Linked DNA regions of Hordeum vulgare: region 2 is linked to region 1. A link is a contact called in public Hi-C data. All regions are on one chromosome and are shown on one strand. The core of a region is the stretch at or near the end of the contact, and the rest is flanking DNA. Distances in the headings are between cores, read along the strand shown. Region 1 holds the start of LOC123407569 (60S ribosomal protein L7a-2). Region 2 holds the start of LOC123407688.

What was found. A called contact is a pair of places that touch in the nucleus more often than the background predicts.
Region 2: a Hi-C map of leaf shows a contact between it and region 1, with 6 times the contacts expected there. The contact joins the promoter of LOC123407688 here to the promoter of LOC123407569 in region 1. A contact is called at or near these places in 4 of 6 Hi-C or Micro-C datasets (leaf and seedling) and 1 of 1 datasets of contacts at active chromatin or transcription factors (embryo).

What each region holds. Positions count from the first base shown.
Region 1 is chr7H:209,775,252-209,778,656 of MorexV3_pseudomolecules_assembly, forward strand. LOC123407569 (60S ribosomal protein L7a-2) reads right to left here and starts at 1,391. Exons shown (of 7, transcript XM_045100732.1): 1 at 1,248-1,391; 2 at 1,029-1,076; 3 at 738-939. The coding sequence starts at 1,250.
Region 2 is chr7H:210,169,816-210,172,911 of MorexV3_pseudomolecules_assembly, forward strand. It overlaps LOC123407688, which reads left to right and starts at 1,538. Exons shown (of 6, transcript XM_045100876.1): 1 at 1,538-1,722; 2 at 2,610-2,867; 3 at 2,960-3,066. The coding sequence starts at 2,619.

The DNA of each region.
Region 1 (3,405 bases), core at 141-2,640:
TATATAAAATTAAGCCAACTACTCCCTCCGTCCCAAACACATTTTGTCTTAGATTTGTTAAAATATGAATGTATCTAGTCAAGTTTTAGTATTTAGATACATCCATTTCTAGACAAAGCTAAGACAAGAAATTTGGGACCAAGGGAATACATATATTTTCTTTAGCCCAGAGACTCAATTGGATTGACCCTTCAAACCCCACTCCAAGTCTAACACATTGCATCCAGAACCCGACGGACAGACCTCTCCTTGCACATACTTCTTAAGTATTGGATTCAATACTGATCACACCGCCTGTGGTGGCTCTACACATATTTCTGATGTCAACTGACATAACAACTTGCAAAAAACACTAGCAAAGATTATTCATCAAAAGATATAAACATGCATTAAACAGTTTGAACGGATTGACATCAGAAGGGTCGCAAGTCTACCACTACCATTCCACGCCTCGAATGTCGCTAGAAAAGCTTGGAGGTGCTACCAAGGCCTAAACGAATATCAGTTAACATACAGCTAGTGACTAAATAGGTGAGACTACTTAAGTAGGTGGCCATGTGCACAACATACGCAAATGAGAGAATACTATAGAACAACAGCAAGAACATTATCTATGATTTGAGTATGTTGCGCAAATGATTGTGTCTAGTAGCTACCCTAGTTCCTACTTCATCAGTACGATCTTGGCATGGAGAAAACAGAAAAACACATCATAAACAGCTAGGTTGTATGTATACCAAGGTTCTTGTCGAGGGTGCGGGTGAACTGGTGAAGTGCCGGGGGCACCTTGAGGCGCTGCTTGAGGATGCGGCGCTGGCGCTGGATGCGCACAACCTTGGGCCACTTAACGAAGCGGTGGAGGTCCTTCTTGGGCGGGAGGGCGCCGCCGATGCCAAATTGCTTCGGCCTCTTCTCGAACAGCGGATTGGTCACCTTTTCCTGTACTACCAACCAACGTATCAGCGAACGGCGCTAAGAACGGAACGAATCGAACGGAGGCGAACAGGATTCAATGAGCGGATGCGCACCGTTTTCTTCTTCGCCGGGACAGGCGCCTTGCCGCCTCGCTTAGGAGCCTGCAAGATTCGGATCAAGACACGATAATCAGTGGCTCGAACCGCAGCGGCGAAGATCCAAATGAAGTAGCCCATGGATGCCCCAAGAAAGCATCACGAAACATCGCCACTCCAATTTACGAAGCGAGACTTTGCATGAAACAGACGGGTGAGAAAGGACAAGGAGCGAACCATTTCGCCGGCGGCTGGTTGAGGTCAGCGGGGCAACGGCGAGGGGCAGACGGAGGCGGGGGAGAAGCGGTTCCGAAGCCAGGCGGCGCCTTTATAAGGGCTAGTTCGATAAGAAGGGAAGCTTACGGAGCGTTGGATGCGGGGTGGGGTGGGCACGGGCTGCTCTGACCGTCCGTCGTGAGGATTAGGGTTTTCGAGGTCGTGGTTGGGCTAAACAGGCCTTGTTGTGCGGAAGATGATGAGAGAGGTCCTGATTTGGGCTGGGCTACGATAACTAGCAGGTGGCCCAATTGTATTGTAACATTCCATATCTAAACAAGCCTTGCACAGGTTACTTTCCATATCTAAACTCCTCTCCTTCTAAAAATATATATATCTAAACTCCTCTCGAGATAATAGTACGTCTAGTTAGAGGAGGGTTCTCGTGCCGCCGCCGCCATCTGAGAAATTTAGGTCCCCTCGCATGCACTTGTCATCTTGTCGCTGAGAGGTGGGAGGACCTTGGATCCTCAAGACCTATATGTTCTTCCGTAACGTCTAGTGATCGTCATATTTTTATGAGAATAAAATATCTCTCATTCTTTTGACGGTACCATGAGGTTATAGAGGTTTTTTGTCCTCGCAGGTCTGATTATTCTGATCTGATGAGTTTACGCTGATGTGTCAAGCTTTTTTTTTTTGTTCGTGTGATTCTTTGTGTAGGTGGAATTTTTTATTGACATCATCGTGAAGATATAGTGATTCCATGGCCTGCACTTCTAGGGGATCATCCGTGGTCGAGATACGATCCTCTTTTTTCTGATGGACGACCGAAGACGCTTTTAAAACCATTATTGATAATGTTTGTGTGGTGAAAGAGTGACAACATTGTTGCTCCAATTCAATTGTGGACTCTTTACCGAAATCTTTGGAGTATTTTTTAGAGCATAAATTGATGTCGTGAAGAAGGTGTATTCAAGGGATTTCATTGTAATTCTTGGTCATAGGAGTTACTTTGTATCTCCTTTGATCTTAGGTCCAAATCAGTGTACCTGTAATTGTTATGAGTATGAATAAAGTTAGAGATGTTTCTAAAAAAACTAAGCTCTTGTCATGACTCAAAAGAAATCTAATCAACTCTCCTACATTTTTTCCGGTCTGGCTAGGGTCTCGCTTCTCCCAGGGCGATCACTCTGTTGTGGAGTCTCTTTCCCTATCGTCGACGCACCTTCCCACGACGGGAAGTCAGGTTGATTCGGGTCTTGGTGCTCTGTTGTGGGGACATCGATATTCTAGGGCATGCAACAACACCCGATGGTCTCACTCTCAAGTTAGGGTTTCACTATGGTGGTTGCGCATGAAGCTCATGGTGCTGCAAAGGTGGACGAGACGGCAAAGCTCATGGCAAAACTAGGGATCCATGAGGAGGATCTAGATGGTACTATCTTCGACAAGGGGAAGGTGTTGTCGACAACAACAAGGTGGATAGAGCTAGCAATGGTACACATGGATATTCCATATAGTCACTTTTGGTTTTTCAAATTTTGGAAGAGATGAAAGGTATCACCTCATACTTTAAACAACTTTATTCATGTGATGATTTGGTTGATCCGTCCCTTATTATTCTGCTTGTTAAACCCCTTGTGACTGATAATATGAACGAGGATGTGTGCAAACCTTTTACGGAACAAGAAATAAGTGATGCTCTTTTTCAAATGGGGTCGTTAAAATCACCGGGTCCAGATGGTTTTCCTGCGAGTTTTTTGCACAAAAATTGGGTTTTCATCAAGGATGATATTGTCAAGGTTGTTGAACGGTTTTTTATTTCTCGAATTATGCCAGAGGGGATTAATAATACTAATATTTTTCTCATTCCGAAGATCAAGAATCTCCAATCACTTAGAGATTTCACGCCAATCAATTAGTGCAATGTTATCTACAAGGTTATCTCCAAGTGTCTTTGTAAGGGCATTCTCCTACCATAAGTATTTTGGTGATGATGACACCTCACTATGTTTTCTAACCTGGTGTCAAGTTGTTCACGTATCATGTGTGAGATACAAGACGGTTAGGTATTCCCTCCAAACGAAAAAGATCGAAGACGATGTTATCTACGTGTTTATTCTCATCGGTAGCAGGGATCCCGTACTATTAAGAGGGAATACACATTGGAAGTTCT
Region 2 (3,096 bases), core at 288-2,787, 390 kb after region 1:
CGCCAGGACCCGCCGTGTGTCATTACAAGGGCATCCAATGTGAGTAACTACATGCTTTACTAGAAGTTGCATCCCTAACAACAAACGTCACTTGTAACGTTAGTCTTGACTCCACTTCATGTATGGTGTTAAGTCCCTCGGTCGTTGTAGCTTCCACGTCGTCCATGCCTTTTCTCTGTCCAGTGCTGGTGACTGGACGACTGGTTGGAAGATGTCCGAGTGACTCCATGGGTCCGAGTGGATTCGGTGTACGCATGTGAATACATTTGTAGTCGTGAAACTTTAATGCCCGTGTGGGGCCCTAGTTGGGCCGTACATATCCCGTCCATGACCCTATCACTAGTAGGTGACCCCATCAACGAGGGTGCCGTTGTTGAATCGCGACACTGGATTACATCTCGCCCCCCTTCATCCACGTCTCTCTCCCGTTGCAGCATCCTAGTTGCCGCCTTTGTAGCACCGCCGTGCTGCCTGCCGCAACCCACGACGTCGCCGCTCACACCGTTGGCAAGTGCAGAGTTGAAACTTTTCCCCCAAAGTCGATTGAAGCTTTTCACCGCTGGTTGAAGCTTTTTCAACTACCGGTCGAAACTTGTACCATAAGTGAAGCTTCCTTCCCGAATCGGGTTGAAGCCTTTCTCACCACCGGTTGAAGTTTTTTCTATGTCGGTTCAAGATTTTTCTATCCCGGTTGAAGCTTTTCTCACCGCCGGTTGAAGCTTTTTCTATGCTGGTTGAAGCTTTTCTCACCGCTGGTTGATGCTTTTCCTATGCGAGTTGAAGCTTTTTTTCACGGTTGAAGCTTTTCCATGGGGGTTGAAGATTTTCCACCATGCTTCTTGAAGCTTTTTCCACCATCGGTTGCAACTTTTCCTAGGCCGGTTGAAACTTTTTTCCATGTCTGGTTGAAGCATCGGTGCCCATCTCTCTTGGTTGTAGCATCCATGGCTGCTGGTTCCAGCATCACCGGACCCCGGTCTAGCACCACGAGCCGCCCGTGGTTGCAACAGCCGCCAGAATCTAGTTGCGAGTTCCCAACCGCACATTCTTACGCTTGTCTCATCCTCCTTGACACGTCATTGGTTCTATCATGACGCGTGAGCTTGCAACGTATCCCTACACAGGAAAGAGAAGAAAAGAACTAGAGGAAGAAGAGAACCACAGGAAAAGTTCTGTCATGAGAAAAAAAAATGATTGATGACACACCGAGATGATTAGTCACGCCGGACGCACGGTCACAAGATGAATGCGATCGAACGCACAATGCGCGTCCAACCGAAGTCTATAAATGTTTCCCTTTTCAATTCTAGCGTTTTCAGAGTCCTGCAAATCGAAATCAAACATCGAGCGAATCATGCGGAAGCACAAACCCTCGCCCAAAATTAAGCGCCCTTTCAATACCCGACATCCCGAGGTCCCTGGATGCAATTTCGGGAGACCAAGTCCAAGAGACCAAAACGCCACAGCAGCAAGCAGCACAGGCGACACGAGGACCAGGACAGTATAACTTGACGGCCCGCTCGCTCAGCCTCAGCCCTCAGCCTCATTCCAGGCCAGTCCAGGACGGCAGCAGCAGGCAGGAAGGAAAGGGAAGAACCAATCAACCGATTCCCCCTCCCCACTCCACCCCGCGCCGCAGCGAGAGCGAACTGGTGCCTTCCACTGCCGGCCGCGTCGCCGTCGTCCCCTCCCTCCCTCCCTCCCGCTGCGCTCCCCTCCAAGGTAGCCCTCCCCCGACCCCTCCCTCGCGATCCCTCCCCGCAGCAGCATTTGCTCCTCGGATCTGGCCTCCCTGCCCGCTTCCCCTGCGGCGGGATCCGTTTTCCTGTCCCAGTGATTTCTAGGTGTTTCCTGGGCTAGATCTCGCCGAAGTCGGTAAGCGTGGATGAAATGCGGGGGGTGTTTAGTGCTGCCTTGACCCACTCGTGCCGCTGCTGGGAGCAGCGGTGGACTTGGAGATCTGTCCATCGTTGGGAATTCGGTGCGAACTCGAGGTTTCGGTGTGGTAGGCTGATGAATATTAGGTCATGGGTGGGATTGTGGTAGTCATCCGGAAATAGGGTCGGTGAAATCCGGCGCACCTACTACTACTACGCTCGGTGATGCTTTGGTTGTTGAGTTGACTCTACCACGTCGCTGATCTAGTTCATGGTGAATTCCTGTGTGGCGGTGCTTCTAGCTAGTTTACGTGTGGTTTGGGTTCTTAAGTAGTTATTGGTACCTAGTAAGTATTTCCTCGCATGATTGCCCAACAGAAATGAAGTGTTTGTTTACAGAGGAATTTAGATTAAGGAGATCAGATATTACCCTGTGCCCAGAGTGTAGTGGAATTGATTTTCATATTTTGTGGGAGTCTTTTGTGGTCGTATAGCTTTGGTGAAGTTAATTTAGTTAAAACCATCTAACTTGCACTATTTTTTGTTGCTTAGGATAGTTTCATTGTTATATCGTTGTTCGGTTGAATGACTTAGTACTGCCTGCAACGTACATTTATGAAAAACGCCTCCATGCATTTATCGGAGATGCTCCACAATTTTTCCATGTAACTGCTAGGAGAGGCAGCAGTTTCTTTGTTTTCTTCTTATATCTGTTTCTGGCAATCAATGCAGACCGTGAACATGTCCGATAGTGCATTGCAAGATCTCAACGCTGCTCAATCAGTTTTGCTAGGGAAAAGCAAAGGCAGTTCTGTGGAACCCTGCAGTTCTAAGCCTGTGTTAAACGGGAACAAGTGTGTCAAGAAGGAAGGAAATGCTGTACCGGCATGTCCTGATGTGACCAATGGATGCGAGGCTGGAGTTGTAGATATTGAATATATTGATTCTGAGAATCTCACAGATCTTCCTGATGTTGACACAAGCCTTAGTGTATGCCTCTAGCTGTTCATATTCATGCTTTTTTGTTGGATGTTTTAAGTTCTTTCTATAACCCAAGGTTTTCCATTTTCTATTTTCAACAGACTTTGCTTGCAAGGCTGGATTCAAAGGATTGGGTCAAGACATGTGAAGCTCTTAATAATGTTCGTCAGTTGGCAATATATCACAAGCAAAGGTTGCAGGAGCTGCTGTAAGTTGTTTCCTTGTTTTTGGGGTAACT